2 separate regions of the Zea mays genome follow, and region 1 is linked to region 2. Evidence: chromatin contacts called from public Hi-C data. All regions are on one chromosome and are shown on one strand. The core of a region is the stretch at or near the end of the contact, and the rest is flanking DNA. Distances in the headings are between cores, read along the strand shown.

What was found. A called contact is a pair of places that touch in the nucleus more often than the background predicts.
Region 1: a Hi-C map of bundle sheath shows a contact between it and region 2, with 4 times the contacts expected there. The contact joins the promoter of LOC100192888 here to the promoter of LOC103650550 in region 2. A contact is called at or near these places in 4 of 25 Hi-C or Micro-C datasets (bundle sheath, ear, leaf and 1 more).

The regions. Positions count from the first base shown.
Region 1 is chr3:130,558,214-130,564,343 of Zm-B73-REFERENCE-NAM-5.0, reverse strand. LOC100192888 reads left to right here and starts at 4,408. Exons shown (of 3, transcript NM_001138076.1): 1 at 4,408-4,674; 2 at 5,374-5,489; 3 at 5,903-6,130. The coding sequence starts at 4,564.
Region 2 is chr3:130,304,079-130,310,280 of Zm-B73-REFERENCE-NAM-5.0, reverse strand. LOC103650550 (serine/threonine-protein kinase EDR1) reads left to right here and starts at 3,227. Exons shown (of 13, transcript XM_008676128.2): 1 at 3,227-4,186; 2 at 5,000-5,441; 3 at 5,832-6,202. The coding sequence starts at 3,783.

The DNA of each region.
Region 1 (6,130 bases), core at 3,159-5,658, 250 kb before region 2:
CCTCTTCTTATGACTCGATCCTGAGTCAGTGGGCTTGTCGTCCCTTGGCTCGTTAAAGAGGGACTCCTTCTCCTTGTCGTTGACCACCATCCCCTTTCCCTTAGGATCCATCTCTTCGGGCGATTAGTCCCTTAGATGAAGAGTACAACTTTGATACCAATTGAGAGCACCTAGAGGGGGGGTGAATAGGTGATCCTGTAAAATTCAAACACTAATAGCCACAAAACTTAGTTAAGAGTGTTAGTGCGGCTAAATAACTTGAAGCGAGTTCTTGTGACTACAAATAATCACAGAGAGATCAACACAAGACACGCGATTTTTATCCCGTGGTTTGGCCAAGTAACACTTGCCTACTTCCACGTTGTGGCGTGCCAATGGACGAGGGTTGCACTCAACCCCTTTCAAGTGATCTGATGATCAACTTGAATAACACGGTTTTTTCTTTAGATGATTATTCCCGTTTGTGAGGAATCTCCACAAGCTTGGAGTCTCTCGCCCTTACAACAAAGATCACAATGAAAGCATGGAGTAAGGTTGGGATGAGCAACACACACAAGACACAAATCGCAGCACACCCACACACACAAGAGAAGACTTGAGCTCAAATGACAACACAGGGAGTCCTTGACTCGAATAGAGCTCAAATCTCTAACACAATGAAACGAATGCACGGGAACAGAGTCTGGATGCCTTAGGATGCTTAGTAAATGCTTGGGTTACTCCTCCATGCGCCTAGGGGTCCCTTTATAGCCCCAAGGCAGCTAGGAGTCGTTGAAGATCAACATGGAAGGCTATCCTTGCCTTCTGTCGAGTGGCGCATCGGACAACTACTATAGCCTGTCCGGTGCCGATCTCCTTCCTTTTCTGGCACAGACGACCGTTGCAGCTCCGGGCCAGTTGGCGCACCGGACAAGCTGCCGACCGTTGGAGCTGCCACGCGTCGCCCGCGGATTGCGCAGCCGACCGTTGGCGCAGACGACCGTTGGCTCACCGGACAGTCCGGTGAATTATAGCCACGTCGCCTTTTTCGTTTCCCGAGAGTGACGAGTTCGCCGTGGACAACTCACCGGACAGTCCGGTGAATTATAGTCATACGCCGCCGTTGAGTCCTGAGAGCAGCCTTTTCACGCGGACCAGCCTGGCGCACCGGACACTGTCCGGTGCACCATCGGACAGTCCGGTGTGCCAGGCCGAGCTGGACTTCGGCTGCACTCAGCCAAGTCTCTTTCAATTCTTTTCTTTTCTTTTCTTCTTTTCTCTGTTTCTAACACTTAGACAAATATATTAGTATACAAAAACCAACTACTAAGTCTAGAAACATACCTTGTTATATGATTTGCAGTTTTTGCTTGTTTGGCACATAATCAACTCACTTACTATGTGTTGGACACTTAATCACCAAAACATTATAGAAATGGCCATTTCCCTTTCAGTGGATTAGATAAAGGTATATATTAGCACTAGGTAGCTCAAAGGTAGCCTAAAAGTCATTTGGAACAAACCTCATCCATAAAGTTTTGAATTGGAAGTGATTTGAAGGTGGTTGAAGGTGCCAAACCTTAAGAAACAAGATCGTTAGACCATCGAGCATGGTCTGACACCTGCCAAAGAAGACCTAATCATCGGAACCCAAGAAATAGGGCTATTGTACTATAGTGTTTTAGTGTCAGGGTGTCCATAAACATATCAGAGAGGTCTATATGTATTGGACTAGACCAATGGGTCTCATCGAACTAGACGATGCAACTGTACCAACTAATGTTCTTCCTATATGGCGTCAAATATTGTGAACAGGATGAACGTGAGACTATTGAGTCTTGGTCCAACGCCTTCCAAAATGTGATCAGAGATGTTTTATGAGCATCAATCTGATCAGACGAGGAGGCATCATGACATATTCTCTTGTAGGATTGCCTGACACAGTGAGGTCACTATGACCATTGAGTCTTGTTGTACCGAGGGCTATGGTCTGACACTCAGGCATTAGATGGTTTGATGCCTCTGTATTTATCCTAGAGTTACTATATCTGCTTTTTGGATGGTTGGGGTGCATAAATGCAACACCAACTCGTCTATTCTAGCTCTCTTGTCCATGTGTTTAGCTGAAGAACCCATTTGGAGGGAAAGCAGGGTCCTTTGCCTACTAAGGTGATTGAAATTTGGTATCACCAGATTAGTGCATTGTTAATGCATTAAGAGAAGCAAGTGTTCATTTACCATTCTCACTAGCCTTGGTTAGATCAAGTGAGAGTTTGTGCTTGTTACTTCTGGTGATCGGCATCACCTAGACAGTTTGGTGGTGATCAGGAGTTCCGTGTTCGCTAGATGGAGATTGTGGGTGGCCCAAATTAAGGTGTAAATGGTTGTGGGTGATTCATCATGCTAGTGGCAAAACATCAAATCGTGGAGAGCATTTGGTCCTTGTGTGGATCAAGGGAAAGCGACACCCTTGTGTAGGTGCTCCAATGGAAACTACTTGGGTGTCGACTCTCTGATACCTTGGCAAAACATCATCATCTTTCTAGCCCTTTTACTTTGATAATTTACATTTGAGCATTTCAATTTTTGCCTTTATATTATTAGAATTCCTATGCTAAAATAGGGTTGGAACCTATGGTGCAAAACTTTTCATAATATAGAAACTCTATTAGGCGCAACGAGTGAAGTGGGCTATCTCATAGGATCTAATTGTTGAAAGAAATTAGATTGGCCCAATTCACCTATCTCTTAGACATCTTGATCCTTTCTATGAACATATATTGTGTCTAGAGAGAGGTGAATATGCCTATAAAATAACGGTCTAAAAATTATTAGCAATGGGAGCATCACTATCACTGCGAACCTCTTAGCGACACTGTTGCGTGCATTGACCTATACAAGGTCACTATTCAAAAATTGTCTAATGAAAATTAGATCAAGTAAATTTGTAAGCTTAATGGGGTAGAGTAGAGCCTAATACACTAGTTTAGTATAGTCATATAAGCATAAATTAATAGATTGGGACCAAACACTAATATAACTTCATAAGAAAGTAAAACATAATATAAAGCAAGAATGTAATAAACACAAGAATGTATCACATGGTTCAGCTAATGATTCATGCAATAAACACAAGAATGCAATAAACATAATTTTAAGAAGGGTTTTTTTTATAAATCATCATCAAAATATGAGAGGTTAAGAGCCTGTTTGGTTCGTGACTAACTGCACCACACTTTGACTAAGGTTAGTCGTTCGAATCGAAGAACTAACCTTAGACAGAAAGTTAGGTAAAATGTGGCAAGTTAGGCAGCGAACCAAACAGACCTTAAACATCCCGGTCATCAGATTTGATCTCTGATGATTAAGTCAATTATTTATCAGGACTAATGGTTCTATTGAGAAACAACCTAATTTGATGTTTAGTAAAAAATTAGTTATCGGGACTAAGGGCATACTCGTTTTGGATTATAATTTGTCCAGATTATATAATCTAGCTTAAATAATCTAAATAGAAATCAGGTTATATAATCTGGAAGTCAGATTATCACAATTCCATGATTTACTCAAGACATGTTTATTTGAGATTATTTTGGCAAAATACCCACTATCCATGGTAACTTGAAGACAAATTATCCACCATTACAACTTCTTATAAAAAAACATTTCATCTATTTTTACTTGCTCCCATCACGCAACATATAACTAAAATCAATGATAAAAAATTTCAATAAGTTGGTTTGTCCTAAATCGTTTGATCTAGATTATTTAATATCATATATAATCTAGATTATATAATTTATAAGCTGAACCAAACTGCTAATAACAGCCTTCACGGGTTACAAGTTGCATGCATTAATCGCTAAATCTGATTATCCTAGATTAAGCCAAGTAAAGAAGCAACTTTGTGCAATCACCTATCTCAAGATCACTAGCTAGCGATCTACTCAGCCGATTCTTCCCTCCAAACCACTATATATCGTATCGAATCACAAACACGGGATGTCTGGATGAATGAACAGCACGTATGTATGGAGTCACAAGAGCTGCCGGTGCTACGGGAAAAAAAACGTCCAGCATCGCATTCGCAAGATTCAGCAGCGGCATTGCCATTTGTGATTTGCCGCCACCTGAATGCTCAACCTTTTCAGAGTTCAAATTCAAACTTCAAAAGGGTAAACTTTTGCCGGAGCGGAGAGCGCGCGGAGATGGTCACGGCACGGCGGCGTTCCACGTCTCGCATAGGGCGCAGACAACGGGGATGGGTACTTCCCAGCCGCCGGCGACGAGGCCAGACGAGGCAAGGCAAGGGCCGACGTGTGGAGGGGCAGGGGCAATCTCGTCATTTACCCTAACAAGTACAAGTACAACACGGGGGCACGTGACTATCTCGTGTTCTTACCTTCTCTCCTCTCTTCTCACCAGCGGAGAGAAAGCAAACCCTAGTCCCCGTCGTCGCCGCCGGCAACCCTTCGGATCTGCGGCGAGCGCCACAGCGGTTAGAGCGAATCCACCCAGGGGGAGTTGAAGCCCCTTTGTCTGGGAATTTCGCGGGGAAGCAAGCGGTTGGTGGTGAAGGAGGCTATGGGGTCGTCGTCGAAGGTGGTGCGGCCGGAGGAGGTGCTGGAGTCGCTGAAGAACGACGGCAGCATCGACGCGCTCCGCATGAAGATCATCGCCCAGCTCAAGGCCAACGTGCGTGCACGCCTCCCTTCCTCCCCCGATTCCCCTCCTATTCCTCTGAGTTGAGAGTGCATTTTATCTAAGAAACTACTTCCAGCTCCTCCTTACTATTACTATTATGTTAGAAATTGTTTGTTGTAAGATAAGAGATATGTTAGGGCTTCTTCAGTTTCCTCTCAATCTATATGGATTCTAGGGGATTAGGTGGGATTAAATCCATAGCAAGTTAAAATCCTTCATATTTTTTTCAATCTCTTCCAATTCATAAGACAGGCGAGCAATGCCTTATTGTTTTTGCACGAGAATTTGGGTATTTAGTTGTCCTTTGGTGTCACGTGCTGTTTCCTCATTCGTTCTGTTCTACTTTTCCCTATATCTATGTGATGTATCGGGAATTGGTTTGCACAAGAATGTAGATATTTACTTGTCCTTTGGCGTCACTTGGCACATGTTGTTTCATCAGTGGTGTAATTCTGTTTTCCCCTCCTTTGAGCATTATGTTCTGGGAAATCTTATTTATTAGCATAAAGTTTCATGCGTGCATATAGCAGGGTATTCTTGTTGATGTTGAATAAAAATCATTTCTGCATTGTCTTATGCTCCATGTGCCCTTCTTTATGCTCTTGGCATCACTCTATGCAAGGCTCACCTGACCAATAGAGTATTGAGAAGTGGGGACTTGGCGATGAAATTTTTTTACTTTGATTTCAGGAAGATATGAAGAAAAACACTATGATGATGGTGGAGCAAAGCAAGGTACTGAATACTCCTGGAGCTGAGAAAAAGACGAAGAGGGAGTTGTTTGATGCACTTCGACAGGAACTGGAGTAAGCTCTTGTCTTTCTGTTTGAATCTATGCTCACTAACAGTACATTGCCTGGTTGGTATTTGGCCTTAACCACAAGTTGCTTATCTGGATCTTACAAAATGTTTATTGCAGATTTTACTAAAAAGTTTAAAAAAACGTGTAGCCTTAGCCTCCTACACAAATCTCAGGTCTAGGATTAGTTATCTTCCTACCATATCGTTGTCCATTGCTGGTTGTTCAAAAAGTACTAGAGTGATATAGTTCCCATGATTTTATTTGTTCTTCCATTGTTCTGGTGTATTATTTGTATTGTGGGAAATTCATCCCCCCGTGTTTTGCAGTTTTCAACTCCATTCCCAGTTTTTTGCCTGAACCAGTACGGAGATTCCATCAAAACTATGATGCAATGCTAACTGTTTGTATGCAATGCAGGACCCCAGTCCTTGAGAAAGCCTCCAAGGCAGTTTGGGAGCTGATTCTAGACAATGGTGGATTAGGGAAAGAGATAACTGAAACGGTTGAGAAAGTCTTCTGCCGGCTCAGTGGAATCGACATGATGCCACCTCCGCCTTCGGGCGCTGGTGCTCATCGAGAGAAAGATGACATGTCCTTCGATGAAAAATTTGTGAAGAGCAAGGAGGTGGATGCCTTTGAACCATC
Region 2 (6,202 bases), core at 1,978-4,477:
AAGAAGTTTGGTCTCAAGCACGATCGCTCCTAAATCAGCTGGGGTGCATCGATTCTCCAACATCTTGTCTTCTGCCTTTTGTATTGCTCTTACTGATGTGCTATGGCATTATGTCCAGGTAGGTTTAATCCTTACGGTATACTTGGATTCCAGTGCAGTTATTGCTTACTAGGATTTGTTTCCCTATCATAATCCTATTTTACACTGATAAAATATATATTAGAAAGAAGAGATCCTATTCCATTTTGACAACTTCAATTACTTGTCATCTTTCAGACTTCCAACCTTTTGCCGCATTAGCTATGTAAACTTTGTCAAAATCTATACTACTCTATTAAAAACCTAATATGGTCACTTGATTCTATCACGACTTCAATACCAATTTATATGATATATACAAACTATACCAAACCACGGACAACTGGTTAGTTAAACCTATTTTTGTGTCCAATTTCAGGGGCAAAGAGGTCAGCAAGTTGTGCTGGAGGGGTAAACCCGGTCCTGTTTGGGAGAACGCATGGGGTGGCTTCTGCTTGTACCTGCATCTTATGCCATGCATGTGGTGCAGCTGAAGCAAATGCTACATGCATGGCAACTGAATGTGCGCCTGTTGTTTTTGCAGGTCGTCGAGCTATGCCTGAGTTCTTAAGGTACTTGATCCTTAATTATGCAAATACTGAACTGACACCATGTTTTTTCTCTCTATCTGTCCTTTTAATTTGTCTCTGCAGCATTTCTGACGACAGGCTGGGGAAGGCATAGCAAGATAGCTGGTTGAACCTCGGATCGGACCCCTGCGTCGCTTTCTCCCCATCGATGGCGACACGCCCATCTCTTTCTCCCCCCCTTGGGCTCGTGACGACGCCTTTGCTGCTTTGACCTTTGAGAGACGCCAGCTGTGTTGCTCGAGATCCAAAGAACACACCTTGTCATTCATGAACAGCCTGTGGTTCGCGGCCCTTTTGGTGTGGCACCAGCTCGTCGAGGGCTCGAGGCCGTGTATAAAAAGGGCCAGAAAAAAGAGTGGCGAGGAGCGGTGCGATGTGTTCTCCGCTGAATCAGATCTGCAGCTGTGGCTAACATCTGACGATGGCTCGTCCTGCATAATTGGACTCGGAGAGATGGGTACTTTACATGGGGATTTGTCAGCCATGCAAATGGGTCAGATTGGCGCTAATGAACAGTAAAAAAAGAATATCATTTTGCCAGTTTATCTGTGTATGTTTCTAAAGGCGTGCGTGCGATTGGAATTGCGATCTGCAAATGTCCTCTTTGCCTGTGTATGTTTCTAAAAGGAAAGCTGGCGTATGTATTTGATTGATCGAGCAAGGGGTGATCCGTGGGCTACTTATATGTTTACAAAAGAATACGATTCATTTACTCATTTTGTTATCAAAACTCTGTCTGTTACTTCTTTCACATGCAAGTGTTATTTGGTTCACGAATTAAATGGCAACGATAATGGTTCACATTTGAGTGACAGTGGTAAATAGATCGGTGTCAGTTTTCAGTGTGATATCTGATTACTGTACGCTATCCATCACGTTACATATTACGTGAACCAAACGGACAGCGCGCTAAGTGTTGAAGCATATCATCCACAAGAAAGAATTGCGTCCGGGAGCAGAACACTACCAAGAAAAAAAAAAGGTTTAGGACTAGTTTGGGAACCACATTTTTCCAAGGGTTTTTCGTTTTCCCAAGGGAAATTAGTTCATTTTCCCTTGGAAAATTGAAAATCCCATGGAAAAATGTGGATGCCAAACTAGCCCTTAATGATTGCATGTGATCCAATGTTTTTGGAGGGAATATACTGTTGCTGAGCGAGGAGTGCAGTATTGGGAAGCCACATGCCAAACTTGACAGCTGAAAGGGATTGGTCCACGGATTGGCTACTTTGGGAGTTCTTTTCCGTCTAAAAATCGTCAACAGAAAATATCAGTACTAGTCTATCTCTATATATGACTCGTGAGTAAAAACCCGCTCATGATTATCTATGGAATTCCAGGTTATTTCGGTGTGCAAGGCCACAACATTATTTCTCATGCTTAACACCGATAAAAAATAAAGTTGTACAACCAGTTGGTGTTTCTGAGAAAAATCCATCGATTGAAACTATAATCAGGACCTGCAAACTTTGGTCCAATTTAAGGCGTAAACACGAACATGGCAGAAAGCTTTGTTTGGAGAAAGGCACAGGGGTTACTAAGTACTAACTACTGTAGTGTTTTTTTTTTCTATCCTTCTCTTTTCTTTCTTTCTTTCTTTCTTTCTTCGTGTTCTTTTTCTCTCCATACTTTTGTGGTGTACTGCAGTCTAGTATCCGATTAAGCATTAAAATCAAGCCAGGGCGTGAAAAAGAGATTAGTCAGAGCTTTACCACATCTCCTTTGTCTTTTACATCTTGCTTGATTATTGGTAGGTAGAGTTAGATATGGGCATGGCTAGATGTTCTGTTGAGAAGTATATACACCACATGAAAAAGGTCACACTAGCAACAAACACAAGGGAAGAAAAAGTTGACCAAAATTTATGGCATGCAAGCATACACTTCCAGACAGTTGAGTGCTAATCAATTGGCACCCACAAAGGACCTACAACAAGAAAAGCAAACCATATAAATGCCCACCAAAAAGGAACTCCAAACTTGCAACACATAGTCATATAGATCTAGACGGTTAAAAGCCAAGAACTAACCATAAATCCATCCTAAAATTGTAGCAACAGTAGGTGATAATAAGAGCTCCTTTGGAACACATAATTTTCTTCACAGAAATTAGTTTAAAAACATAGAAAAACACACAAAATTCGGGAAATATTCTTTTATTCCAGAGTGGCATAAAACGTCTTTGATGTGTAGTAATACACCAACCAATACCAATTCACTAGTTGCTAATATTTTCCCTCGTTACGATACATAGCAAGGGAGGTGACTAGGAACAGAGATAGCGCCTGTTGGCACTGGCAATAAGGTAGGTAGATAGGAACAGGGACAACGCCTGTGTGGATCAACACAACACCCAAGAAAATATAGAAAAGAAATCGAAAAATGGGTACAAAATATGTTGGCAAGGCTCCAAATATCAAACAAAAACTAAGACTAGATGTAAAATGCCACTATAGCAACCTGGCAAACAGCCTCAGCAATTTTTTTATCACCAAGTTCACCAATCACTAGGGAACATTATAAAGAACACCTCATGCTATTTTCACCGGATCTCATATTTCATCTACTATTTAATTTTTTCGTTTTAAACTTAACTGAACAAACAGTATTACAATACGTGGAGACAGTCTCACTTCCCTCCATATTCTATATGACATAACTTTTTTCTCTCTCTATCATTTATTCTACCAATTATTATTACTTGTGTTTATTTTATTCATTCAATCTCCATCCGGATGCGTCATGCGTGTGTGTGACTTGTGAGAGAGACAGATTCCACAGCAATTTGCTCCCCTTCCACGCACAGGTCAAGAACCGCTCCCCAGAAAAGATCGTATTTTTCATCGATTCAACCGGTTTCTGTACGGGAAATCGCTGCTGGAGATCTCAGAGAACCGGAAGCTCGGAGCTTTTGCTCCGTTTGCGTCGAATCTGCCTTGGGAGCGGATAAAGGAGCGGCCTTTCGAGCTCGTCGGAGCCGCCCCTGAGGAGGCGAAAGGGGACGCGGCGGCGGCGCCATCAGCTGTAGGGCGCTCGTGGAAGTCGGTGAAGCCGGTGGTTTGAGGACGAGGTGGCCTCGGTGGTTTCGAGGAAGCCACCCACTGCCGCGGCGGGGATGGACTCCAGCGGGGAGGAACTCCTGAAGAAGATCCGGGAGCTGGAGGTTGGGCAGGCGCAGCTCAAGCAGGAGATGTCCAAGCTGATACCCGGCGCCGTGGAGCGGCGGCGCTCGCAATCCGTCTCGCCGCGGCGCGGCGCGCCGGTGCCACCGCCGACCAAGGCGAAGGCGGGGCCACCAGGTAGGCTGCTGTCCGGGGGATTTGAGGGCGGGCAGCGTGCGTGGGCCCGTGGGTCGGCGTCTTTCCCGCACTCATCGCCGCTGCATCGGGAGGGCCGGGCCACGGGCGCTGGAAATGGTAGCACCAGCGCTAGGCTGCCTGAGAGGCAGTACTCCAGGGTGCTGCAGTCACTGGGGCATTCCGTCCACATTCTTGACCTCGATGGGAGGATCATATACTGGTTAGATTTCTGGCGCTTCACCTTTTTTTACTTGCTTGACTGCAACTTGGGAGATTGACAAACATTCGAGGAAATGCAGTAGTCATGCTGGTTAGATATGTTGATTGTAGTGCCTGAAATGGAGTAAGTGGCCACATATACGAGTTGTGACCAAAATGAAATTTATTTGAACCTCTTGCGATAGCAATCCTAGAATCTTAAGCAATTCTTGTGTGCCATTTTTATCTATCAGTAAACATGCGATAGAGGTTGCAGTGGGATAGTGCAAATGACAATCGGTTACATTGTTGGCACTCTATATAACCCTAGCTCTGTAAGGATGTGCTGTTACATATTATCTTATCGATGCGAAGTAAAAGTAAGGAAATGCTAGATGGGATGCCTAGACTTTAGCTGGTTCTGGTGACGAGCTTGTACCCTAAAGTTCTACTTCTACATTATTGCACATATTGATATAACTAAAATAACATGATAAGGCACTTCCTCTGTAGTTGTTGGTTGCTTGGGGGCCAACATTGAGTCACAAAATGCATCAGGAGCTCCATGCAAGATCAAAATTCGTTTTGAGTTGCATTTCTTATGTAAGTATTGACATAATATGCACTTCACTCATAACAGTCTATTTGTCATTTTTAAATCTTGAATGCTACTTATTTGCCCTTTAATCGGATAAACATTTTGGTTTGAGAAGTTTGTATGCTTTTTAATTTTGCTACATTAGCACAATAGGTACTTCACAAATGCTCTTGGTTCTATTCTGTTCTTGTTTGTGCTTCCCTTTTCACCATATTTTGTCATTTACTTACTACGTAGGAATCAGTCTGCGGAGAATCTGTTTGGCTATCCTGCATCAGAAGCCCTTGGTCAGGACGCCCTCATGCTTCTGGTTGATTCTGGTGATCACAATGTGGTGAATGACATTTTCCGACGTATTTCTATGGGTGAAAGTTGGACTGGGAAGTTTCCAGTTAAGAGCAAACAAGGAGATAGATTTTCAGCTGTTGCCACCAACACACCTTTCTATGATGAAGATGGAAGTTTGGTGGGTATCATTTGTGTTTCAAGTGATTCCCGCCACTTGGAGCAGATATTTTGTAAGCCTCCAACCTCTGCAAGGCCTCAATCAGAATCATCTAGGACATCTTGTGATGGGAGTTGCAGCAACACTAGTCGCAGAATCAATTTGTTGAACAGAAGTCCTTTTGATCCTCAGATACCCCTGCAAAGCACTTTTGCATCCAGGATAACGAATTTGGTAAGATGGTTTTTCATTATATGAAGCAAAAGTTGTAGATGTACCGCTACTTCATTTCCTGAATACATAGCATCTAGCTTAGACAGATATTGTTCTTATATCATGCTGTCCTGCGAATTGATGTGACTTTTATTTCAATGGTCCATTTGTAGTTCAAATATCGTTTTACCAGGCGTGCTAGAATTGAACACCATCTCAAGCAACAACTATAACTTATTATGGACTTTAAATGTGTGTGCATGGTCACTTCTAGATGCACCTTGATTGTTCTTCTAAATTCTAGAATATCTTTGGCATGACTTGTGTAGTAATCAAATATGGACTCTTTTTAGTCTATATTCTTAATTGTTGCTAGCATATTCCTTTTTGATTTTTAGAATAATAACACAGGCTACCAAGGTCACAAATAAAGTTCGTTCTCGGGTCAGCACAGACGATTATGGCATAGAACGGGAAGGTGGCAGTGGTGAGAGTCATTGTTCGGATCGTGGTGCAAAGGAAGAACCAACATCTAGCGGAACAAATACACCTAGAGGGAATGCACCACATGGTCCCTTTTCTACAGATGAGAACTCCCCTGGGAAATCAACGAACCCAAGCAGTGATGAATTAGAAGGAAAAGTAGGTCTGCACAAGTTTTTGAGTTCAAAGGCAGAGGCACTACTGAACAAGAAAGGGATATCATGGCCTTGGAAAGTGCGCGAGAATGACGGACCTGATGAAAGAAATCATGTGATATTGTTGCATGGAGACCAAGAGAA